2 separate regions of the Zea mays genome follow, and region 1 is linked to region 2. Evidence: chromatin contacts called from public Hi-C data. All regions are on one chromosome and are shown on one strand. The core of a region is the stretch at or near the end of the contact, and the rest is flanking DNA. Distances in the headings are between cores, read along the strand shown.

What was found. A called contact is a pair of places that touch in the nucleus more often than the background predicts.
Region 1: a contact with region 2 is called in a Hi-C map of leaf, with 4 times the contacts expected there. The contact joins the promoter of LOC100193419 here to the promoter of LOC100280771 in region 2. A contact is called at or near these places in 2 of 25 Hi-C or Micro-C datasets (bundle sheath and leaf).

What each region holds. Positions count from the first base shown.
Region 1 is chr6:133,699,503-133,705,673 of Zm-B73-REFERENCE-NAM-5.0, reverse strand. LOC100193419 reads left to right here and starts at 1,614. Exons shown (of 4, transcript NM_001367027.1): 1 at 1,614-1,998; 2 at 2,705-2,895; 3 at 3,174-3,337; 4 at 4,329-4,725. The coding sequence starts at 1,779. The coding sequence ends at 4,419.
Region 2 is chr6:133,974,880-133,980,433 of Zm-B73-REFERENCE-NAM-5.0, reverse strand. LOC100280771 (60S ribosomal protein L23a) reads left to right here and starts at 2,799. Exons shown (of 4, transcript NM_001153693.2): 1 at 2,799-2,931; 2 at 3,307-3,341; 3 at 3,793-4,153; 4 at 4,236-4,527. The coding sequence starts at 3,329. The coding sequence ends at 4,320.

The DNA.
Region 1 (6,171 bases), core at 365-2,864, 270 kb after region 2:
AGCGGAAAAAAGTAAAACCTATGTTATACTTTTGCCTTCACTTGATCCACAACTAATGCTTTAGGTCTCCAAGACATACTTTCCTCTATGGTCCAATCTGCATTCTTATTTCTCCAAGAATTGTTAGTCCACAAATGATTGTAATTAATTACCAAAACATCACTAAGGGGCCTAGATGATTCATAGACCTGGTATGGAAGACCATCTTGGCACTGAGGAGCAGGGACCGGATGTTCGGGAAATGGTCGCCAAACTGGGAAAGTCCTTACAAGATGACACAGGTAATATTTGGTAACACCTACATGTTGCAAACATTACAAGGCGAGGACTTGCCTGAGGCACTAAACGTGCGTTTCCTAAACTAATATCATTCTAGTACATGGCAAGATGCCTAAGAAAACCGATGTGATCGCATCAAGTTGATTCCAGCCTGCACTAGTGCTTTTGGTTCGCTTAGCTTCTCCAAAAGACAGGGGCATGCGTTGAGCACCATTTGTGGCACTGAGCATGGGCATACGGTTCACCCATAGGCGCGAATGGTTCGTGAATAGATCAGATCAGGCGATTAAAGTCCTATCTCCTCGCGTGTCTATCCCTCTAATCTCACGGGAGCTATTGGAGGACGCCTAGGAACGAGTTTAGACCCCATTATATATTTGAAAGTGTACGACCGATTGAGGAACCAACAATTGTTCAAACAATCAAATTATCTTCTGTTCTTTACATTCTGCACTAGGAGTATACAGTAACATAGTTTCCTTCCTGTAATCTTCACCTCTCTCCGACTCTACGTCGTTTAGAGGGGTCTTAAGTGGTCTGCCACCCAAGACAAACCCTAGGATCTCTCTTCTCCGTCAGGGTCTCTTCCGGGAGCGAGATCTAGGTACTGTTGGCGAATTCCGTCTCCTCTATGCACACGCGGACCATCGGGCCACCAGGCGCGGACCGTCGGGCTTGTAAGATAGAAACCCTAGCCTCTGTGCTAGGTCGCGGACTATCCTGCCCTTGGTCGTGGACCGTCCACGATTCCGCAGAGAGCACCACCGCCGATTCTCATCGCAGTGATTAGCGCCTAGATCGATGCCAACAATTACTCAAACCAAACGGGGCCACTCATGAGGTGTATAGGAAACACTGTTCGAGATTTTGTTACGTTAGACTGTCTCCAGTGGTTCACGTAAAAGAGGGGATACGGAACTGTAGATGACACTGTTTGCAAAGTGAAGTTTAAAATAGAAGATAAGTGATTAGATAGGAAATCTGCTGAAGATAGACTTAATAAATATCGTGGCAACGGACGTGGATGCGCTGCCTCAGAAACGGCAAAAAACGGTCAGTCCAAAGTACCAACCGAGAGGCGGGGAGCCCAGGATCCAACCGTGGAATGAGGTGAGCCTGAGCCGGGCTCCGCCTCCGTTCTGGAAGCAACGGGCCGCTCGCGTCATCAGAGAGCCTCAGCCCAACCGGCCAGCCAACCAAAACCAACGCAACCCACCCACGCCGCGACCAAACACGACAGCGCTTCACACCTGTACCTGCACGCGCCGGCCAGGCCCCACCGCCAATTAAACAAGCCTCCCGTCTCGTCCCAACTCCCCCACACAATAGGCTGGCAGTGGCAGGCAACCAGCTCGGGCGTGTCCTTCCTCCTCCGTCTCCATCTTGGCCCAACCGAGCCCAAACCTCTCCCCTTTTCTCCGTCCTCTCCTAGTCCACACGGCAGACGCCGCCGCCGGGGGAGAGGAGGGGAGGGGATCGGCTCCAAGGGAACAGGCGAGATGGCAATCCTGTACGCGCTGGTGGCGCGCGGCACGGTGGTGCTGGCGGAGCACAGCGCGGCAGCCACCAACGCGGGCGCCATCGCGCGCCAGGTCCTCGAGCGCCTCCCCGACGGCGGCGCCGACAGCCACGTCTCCTACACGCAGGACCGCTACGTCTTCCACGCCAAGCGCACCGACGGCATCACCGCGCTCTGCATGGCCGACGACGCCGCCGGAAGTAAGCGCTTTGCTAGTCATGTCCGTCCTCTCCGGCTCTCCCTCCCTTTCCGGTACGATCGCACTCGCGTGGGGGTTCCGAGCTCGATTGGGACGCCTCCGGGTTTGTGGTGCTATGGGATTACGTGGTCCGGCGCGATAGGCCGGCGGAGTAGCGGAGATCCGGGCCTCATTCTGGGTTTTGTCGTCACGCGTCCATCTGGTCTGTTACTACTTTACTAGCAGTCTGACTGCTGACCTTAGGGGATGGGTAGATCAGGACAAACCGACGAGATGCGATTGGATTCCAGTGTAGCCAGAGCCAAATGGCGTCTAAGGGTTGATGGGCTCTGGGGCCATACGTTGAGCAGCTCCGGTTTTCCAGCTGTTGACTTCGGGATCAAACTTGCTCATTGCTGCATACATAACAATCTGTCTACTAATTCTCAACCTCTAACACTGTCTGTTAGCTCGTAGTAGGTTTAAGATGAACTGTACTTCTTTGTTGGTACAATCAAGAGCAAAATTGGTCTACTTGTTTCTGAGTATCATCTTATCCTGCTGACTTTTAGCCTTGCAGTATAATATTTACAGTGACTGTTTGCTATACTAGCCACATCTTCACATCATCGTCTAGAATCATCTGAGTCCTCATTGCCCCGCAAATATGTCTGTTGCGAAATGCACAACCATGAGCTTATCAATGTTTTTTTCTTCTCATGCCACAGGACGGATTCCCTTCGCATTTTTGGAGGATATTCATGGAAGGTTTGTCAAGACATATGGCCGGGCTGCGCTAACCGCTCTTGCATATGCAATGAATGATGAATTCTCAAGGGTCTTGAGCCAGCAAATGGATTACTATTCAAATGACCCTAGTGCAGATAGAATAAACCGCATGAGAGGTGAAATCAATCAGGTAATGCACCCATTTTTCAGTTGTTTCATATATGAAGACTATCCTATGTTGAAGAACTTATATATTCTGAAAACTAACGTTGGATGTATGCTGTGACCTCCGATCTTATAAGCTAGAAGTGGAAATGCTCATGAATGAAGTGCCTGAAACCTTTGTGGAACTAGTTTTCACATACTTGTTTAAAGCAAACCATTACAGAAAATTCCATTGATCTAGCACATTGGAGTGGAAGAGTCTCACAATACAAAAGGATTTATCTCTTCATCATTTTCTCGCAGGTCCGTAGTGTTATGATTGATAACATTGATAAGGTTCTTGAAAGAGGTGATCGTTTGGAACTGCTGGTTGACAAGACTGCAAATATGCAAGGAAATACAGTTCGATTCAAGAGACAAGCTCGGCGGTTCAGAAACACTGTTTGGTGGAGAAATGTCAAACTCACGTATGGCATATTCTGCTTTATTGACTAATTTAGAACACTTAGCTATCGTATTTTGTTTTGCATGTTGATCTCCTTCCTTTTTGCCTCATGAACTATTAATTTTGCTTTTGTTTCATGAACTTCGTACTGACTTATTTCCCTTTCCATGATTGTTAATTAGCTTCTTATTACCCAACTCAGTATGCAACTTTATTGAAAAATAATCTACTAAACAATGCCCAGTTTGATTTAATGCAGTAAATTTGAATGCAACTTTATCGATAATGGTATTATATTGTTTTATTTGAATAGTGACTATATATACGGCAGTACTCAGTGGTTTTTTATTATTTGAATATATTTGGTTCTGACGTAGCAGTATGAGTAACAAAGATGGGAACATAAATTTTTCTTCTGCACAAACAGAAGAAATTAAGCGATGTTTATAAACTGTAGAATGGTAGAAACTTATTGTTGATATAAGATGTCAGATGATAAAAAAAGAGTGGATACACTGGTTGCACGAGAATTTGATTTACACTTTGGAGCCTGTTGTTTGCTGTAAGCTCTACTCTAATCAATTCTTAACTTTCAGTATGGGATGCATGTAGCCATGTACTCCATGACATTCAAGCATTGGAACTATTTGTTCTTTTTTTTGTCGTGCCAAGCAGCAACCTTTACACTTTTGAATATAATTATTATATGTGAAAGCTGGATGCCATAATCAAGTCTAAGGCCCTATTTGTTTACCCTCCAGATTATATAATTCAGCTTAAATAAGTTGAAAAGTAAACAAACAACACAGATTATTAGGTGGATTATATAATCTAGATGCCTAGATTATAATAATCCATAAGTAGGTCAATAGGTGTTTATATAATCCATAAGCTGGATTATATAATCTGATAAAGAAACAAACAGGGCCTTAGGCTGGTATGATGCTATGATGTTTCCTCCACTGATGTTTGAGCTTTTCGCCTCACAATAATCTTATTCTATCTCTGTGCAGGGCCGCATTGATACTTCTCCTCCTGGTAATAATATATGTCGTTCTAGTCTTCGTGTGCCATGGTTTCACCCTACCAACTTGCATAAGGTAAGGCATGATGTGCACATAGTGCTTTTTGCTGTGCATGTTTGTGCCTATCACCGGGGTCCGGGGGGCAGCAGCCATTGCAATTGTTTCTTGTGTAGAGGAAAGCTACATATTATGATGTGATTGTGAGAACTCAATTAAAGATATGAACTTAACATAAAAAGTGCTTCTTGTGGGTTTGGCTATGACCTTGTAGGTCTATGAGAATTCGGTGTTTGGATTGGTGTTTATTTGTGGCTATTCTTGTGTCTGTACATGAATTCAGTTACGACGAGTATTTTATGGCTATGCTAATGTAATATTCTTGAAATTGACATGATGCACACATGTAGCTGCCATGATAATTTGTTTCCAGCACTGCGGGGCAAGCCAGGATCTGTCTCTCAGTGACAGGCCTGCTAATAAGTTAAAACCTACCTCGTACTCAATTTAACCCATAACAAATTAGCCTTCTTCAATGCATCCTTACCATGTGTTTTTATAGTTTTAACCCAACCTATTCTAACTCAAACTAATTGAACCTGCGGGTTCGTATAACGTGTTTAAGTTTGCAGACATATGGGTTTCACATTCAAAGTCAGATCCCTGAATTTAAAATCTTGCGTTCATATTATATCTTTTTTTAATCCAAACTGTCTAAAATTTATTGCAGATGATTTAATGCAACAAACACCTACTCAGTACCAATTAGGCTAAACTTGCCATGTCATATTAAATTATATAAGATATAATTATCCTAATGTACGGCATCATAGATTACTTTTTGATCCTCTACAAAAATATTAAATGCTAATACATGCGAGAGTATGAAATGTGGGCCAATTAGATGGTTAAAATTTCAATGCATATGATCTCATCTCCCTCAAGATTCAATTTTCTTCTCTTTCATCCTAACTCTTTTGTCACATCATAAAAAATGCTTATGTGGCATGTGTTAAAAGTGCATGATACTATGGATTGGTAATAGCCTTAGCACTATAGACATTAATTAATGGCTCTCATCAAAACTAGACCCTAGAAACAAAAGCTTGTGTTCATATCTTAGAATTTCATCAGAGTTGGCTGAAATTTGTTGATTAGGATTCAAAATATATGAAGATAATATGTGCTAGTTAGGACGACAAGATTTGCATATAGGTCCCACATCGAAAGCATACCATAGTAACAAAATCTCGCATTCACGCATTAAAATTTTAACAAAACTAATTGAAATTTGTTAAATATGATTTAAAATATCATAAAGCTAGTTTGTATCATTTAGCACAACATAATCTACACATGTATCTCACATCAAAAGACAAACCCCTAACAATAAAAGGTAGCGTTTACACCTTAAAGTTTTTTTTATCAAAATTGATTAAAATTTGTTAAATAGAATTCAAAATATCATGAAGCTAATCTGTTCAAGTTAGCACAACAAGATTTAGATCTTGCCCTACATCAAAATTCGGACCTTAGAAATAAATGTTCATGCTCTGACCTTAAAATTTCATTGAAATTGATTGAAATTTATTAGATAAGATTCAAAATAAAGCTACTATGTACTAATTAGTGTGCTAAGATTGTGGGGGATAGATATCCCTCCGTCCTCATGAACACTAAAACGTATCACATGTCGCCTAACGAGCCTCCTACTGAGTCGTTCTATGGGATGGGTTGGCATACAAATGAGCTCTGTGATGGCTCAGCTGCTGTTGATGAGGATGGGGTGAAATGGTGTGTGATGAGATGATTTTGTAGGGGTTCCCCCTTGGCC
Region 2 (5,554 bases), core at 1,550-4,049:
AGATGCAAAAGAGGCCCACGTCCGAGTTAGCTGCTGCATGAGCTCGGATATGTTGGGCCATGTTTGTTTTGCCCACCCGACATACTGAACCACCAACGATAACTCGGGCGCAGGAGCGCCAGATTTCCCCAGGATAAAGGAAGACTGTTCGCTAAAAATTATGGGATAAGCAAGGAGGTTGTAATCTACACCTATGCGAGGAAGCTCTCTCTGGTTGTGTATATAAGGCCAGGAGGCACCCCTACCGTTTTCATCTCATCCACAGCCCACCATTCTTGTAGTAACAGCTTGTAAACCCACCCCAATACAGAAAACGACCACAGTAAGTAGGGTATTACGCCCCTCAAAGCGGCCCGAACCTGCTTGAGCCTGTGTGTTTCCCTCATTGTGCTATAGCACGAATCATCGAGTCATAATCTGCGATGTCGTCCTATCCAAAAGCACCACGAGGGTAACCCTGGGTGTGCAGTCGGACAACAAACACCGACAACAGTGTCACATCTTTATTATATAGTAGAGGTTATGTACAAAATAGCTAAATAAATACATCATACAATGGCCTAGACCTCTCACGAACTCACCGCAGCATCCTTCATGCTCCTCATCTTGTGGTTCCTATTCTTGACCTAGGTGTGAGTACAACAAGAGTGAGCTCACATACATTCATCGCTCAACAAGTTGTGGAAAATAATGCGCATGAGCTCGCTTAAGATGTGGGCTCATGTGAAGTGTAAGGCTTACCAAGAGGAATGATTAAGGTTGAGCGTTGCTTTTAAAGTTGGTCAAAAATTTATTGGCAGTTACTAAGTATAAGTAGATACCAACCTAATTAGATAATTGATCAAAATTAATAATAACAACCCACAATACAATGCAAATGATAGATTAAGTTTAATTCCATAAATGACTCATGTGAGGGTCCGAGCCGCTCATGACCGTGAGCACGACTGATATACCGGTTTTACACTCTGCAGAGGTTGCACATCTTTACCCACAAGATGGGTTTTCCGTATAGCCAGGGTTTGTAAGACCCTTAGACACTCCCAAGGTGAATGGTTAGGGATCGAATACGAGACCTTTACAAAGTTCCACTAGATGAGAGAACCCGCTATGGATTTCGGACCGAAGGCGATATAGTAATCCATCGTCCGAGAAGCTTTACAGACAATCCGACTCGAGGACCTCCCTATACCTGCACTCCTCCACCCCACTTTCCCCATTCAGAAAAGTATCAAGTCACACTAGCTTTCCTAATTAATCAGGCAAGGGCGTCCCATTCCACCCTTGTGGTAGCACTGTTTTCCCGGGTGGTCGCTCCATTTTCCTATTAACACAATAAACTTATCATGAACAATAATGGAGCCAACAATAATAATAAAGCATGGTCATAGTTCATTTGTTTGCAAGGTCCAACAAAACTAGGGTAACCTATTGGGTCGCATCAAGTTAACTTGAGCATGTCACAGTGATTGACAAGAACATTATTAGGTAAACAAAAGTGATTAAGGGCACAACTTGCCTTATACTTGCGATAACTTTGTAGTCCAGATGCTGTCCCAAAAGTTGGGCTCCAGATTCCTCGTCACCTCGCTTCTAGGTAGCAATACAATCAAACAAATAATGGATATGGTAACAATACACCAATACATGGAAACATAATGCGTAAGAATATTGTACGTGATGCTACGAGACCGTAGGTTCGAGAATCACTAAATTCAGAGTTACGATTAAAAGGATATAGTTTTCGGGAGACCTACATATTTAACTAATTAAAACTAGGTCTTATGTTTGATTTTATAAATCATGTGAGAAAGGTATTAAAGAATTAACTAATTCAACTTTAATATAGGTTACATCTTGGTTCGAGATCATCTTCTAGTCAAACTATAATTTTAGACATATTACTTTGATTAGAAAGATTACTCTACTATACTAGGATAAATAAATATGTAATTACAAAAGTATGTGACATGTCACAAATATTTTTGTAAATGTATAGACAATTTTATTACGAAGCTAACACAACTGGAATGAGTCAAATTGGAGTTAAAATGCTAAAGTTATAGAGTTTACAATTTTCTAGGAATTTTTAATATTTATTTTATACCTAAAATAGCCTTAAGGGATCAATCTGAAAATTCTGGATTTATTTTTATTTGTTTTCTTACTGAAAATAGATGGCAGGTTTATTTATTAAAACTTTAAGGTCTCTTTTGCAAATCTATTTGGCTGAAGGTGTATGGGGGATTTCTGGCCATTAGATCTTCACCACGATGAAACGACAAGGTAAATCTCAAATTTATCATGTATTTTCAAATGATATAAAATTCGGATACGAATAATTTTTTGACATTTTTTCTCTAGAGAGCAAATAATACATAAAACAAATTATACAAAATTTTATTCTTATTTATAATAATATGTTCAATAACATAAGAAAAAATCAGCATCAAATTTCATATATATCTATATTAAAATATTAAATTTATGCTAATAATTTGGATACCCATTTTATCATCATCTTATTCCGATATGGTATTTCCTGCAATCAAACACATGCCCAGGGAACGCTCGCACCCGAAGATTGGCGTAACCGAACCGATGCGACCTTTGGCCCGTTTCAAAATGAAATGGGCCGGTCAATGCGCGGCCCATCCGGCCGATGATATCACGACCCAGCGTGCATCCTATGAAACCTCTGCCCCGGGGCTAGGGTTTCCTCCCAGCCGTCATCGCTTCACGTCCGCTACAGACCGGCGAGGAGACGAAAGGTAAGCCACCCACTGCCGCCGCTCTCGTTTCACCCCATTTCGTCCGGCCGTCTAATTCGTTGGCCGGCCCGTTCTGTTCGTGGAAGCGCTCGGATCTGCTCTGTATATGCTTGTTCTCGTTCGGTTTTGCCGGTCGGAGTTGTCTCGCGAGGCGTAGCTTGTGCGTCAGGCTCTCTTTTGCCTTGTAGATTTCCTGCATCTGCTCTTACTGATAGCTTTTGCTGTTAATCTTGAGAGAGTTATGCCACGAGTCTCTTTGATATTCTATTGGGGTAATGATATGTGGGGATACTGTAATGTTTCTGATATTCTTGCTATGGTTGGTTTGGGCATGAAGTAGAATTTGTAATGGTGCTTTTAGGATCCTGTTTTTGGTGCTAACTCTGTCAACACTAGACTGAGAATTGTTGTTAACAAGTAGCTTTCATGTTGCACGACAAGATCCTTCTGTGTTTCATTCCAGTTCTCATGATTTTATTTCTTTTTTGCATCTTCATCCGCCTGACATAATGGTCTTTATCTACTTGCAATTCAGGAGGGAGTTTTGAGAAGCTCAAATGGCTCCTAAAGGTACATGCCTGATGTTGCATATCTATTTCTATGTTTGCCACACTTGATCAGTACATGCACTGTGCCAGCCTTTAAATTGCTGTAAATTGAGTGCTCAGTGTTAGGTAGTTCCTACTTCCTTTGCAGGTGTGTCGCCATTGTTGAATTGTATCAGGTATTAATTGGTAATTGGTACATTTTTAGCACTCTGATATAACCACTACCTGTCCTTTGCACTCGTTCCTTGACCCATGGGAGTCGTCCCAAAAGGGAGAGTATATAATTGGCTGACTCTAATTACCATATTGTCTCATGAATACTGCTAGGATCTCTAATGCAATCATATCAATTTATTGGTAGGCTGTATATTGTTGGGCATAACCAGTAATCACCATGCTAAACTTCATGAACTATTTGATTTGATAGGCTTACTGTAAGTATGCATGACCTGACTATTTTGTTGTTTGATTAGCCGCTCCTGCCAAGAAGGGTGATGCCAAGGCCCAGGCCTTGAAGGTGGCCAAGGCTGTGAAGTCTGGGGCAGGCAAGAAGAAGACCAAGAAGATTCGCACATCTGTAACATTTCACCAGCCCAAGACCCTGAAGAAGGCCAGGGACCCGAAGTACCCAAGAATCAGCACTACTGGAAGAAACAAGCTTGATCAGTACCAAATTCTCAAGTACCCCCTCACCACAGAATCTGCAATGAAGAAGATTGAAGATAACAACACTCTGGTCTTTATTGTTGACCTCAAGGCAGACAAGAAAAAGATCAAGGCTGCGGTCAAGAAGATGTATGACATTCAAGCAAAGAAGGTCAACACCCTGATCAGGTTAGCGCTTTGCTCCAGTGTTATTTTTTGTGCATAATTTGTTATTTTGTGCAACTGAGTGATTCTTGATGTGTCCATGCAGGCCTGATGGGAAGAAGAAGGCTTATGTGAAACTGACACCCGACTACGATGCCCTTGATGTGGCCAACAAAATTGGCATCATCTAAGTTAATAGGCAACTGGATTCGACATCTGTGTCCTACTAGTTCTGAGCATACCAACAGATTTTTCTATGTTACTAGTAATTTTGTTTGTCATATTTGGTTTTTTTGCAACTAAGTCTTGTTCGCAGTTGCAGACTACATATGCCTGTATTGAGATCCTGGTTGCCAAATTAACCATCTTGAACTGGCATTATTCCACTTTACGTATAATGGCTGAATCTGTTGTGGCGTTGTGCGAACATGATTGATCACCCTGCATAGTTTAGTGGACTATTGCTAAATACAATATCTCTGTTTATTTGCTATCAGTAACCAACCTGTATAGATTGTAGCTGAATTTTGTCGAAATTTGCAGTCAACCTTGATCTATATGATTACACTCTGATTTGTCTAGATAAGCATTGTGATATAGTACATGAGAAGCTTTGTCACTCCTCACTTCACTTGCATGTCATGGTTTGGTAAGGGGGTGTTCGACTGGAGCTGGAGGTACATCTTTTCCCATTGGTATTGAGCCTGCCCTTGGATCTCGGTCTAAACATGGGCCAACATTGGGTCTATTTTTATCTTATGGCCTAAGGGCTAAGGCGTGTACAAGAGACGGCATGATATAGCCCTAAGCTCTTAGATCATCAATACATCTAAGAGATAGTGTGTATAAAAAATCATGAAATGGGCTCTCATGAAGAATTCATCTCTTGATTTTTTTTTCACTTAACTCCTTAAATACCTCTCAAAAAACCCCTCAATTAATGGGGTTAGTTGATGTCTATGAGATCCAAACATGTCATTAACATTAGGTAAATAGAAGAGGTAAATACATCGAAGGTCAATTAATAAATAGAAGAGGTAAATATACCGAAGTTCAATCTCTACTACTTATTAAGGTTATAAGGATAGCCTGACATTCCCTGTTCTGTCATTCTTATTCCTTATGTCATTCTTATTCCTTATTCTGCCTTTTCCATTCCTCCATTCCCGCACAACCCATTCCCCGTACAACCCATGTCTAATTAAAATTAAAAAACACATAGCTGCAAGGGGATTCAAACCCGTGACCCCTCATGCCAATGCAAGCAATAGCTACCGCTACACCACATGTGTGTTTTTGTCTACATTTATGACAGGAAAAACATCTACTACATCTCTCTCTAAGCCCACCTCCTACCCCTGCACAATGCGCAATAGTAGATAAGTATCACTGAGATTCTTGAATTATATTTTTGGATGAAGGGAG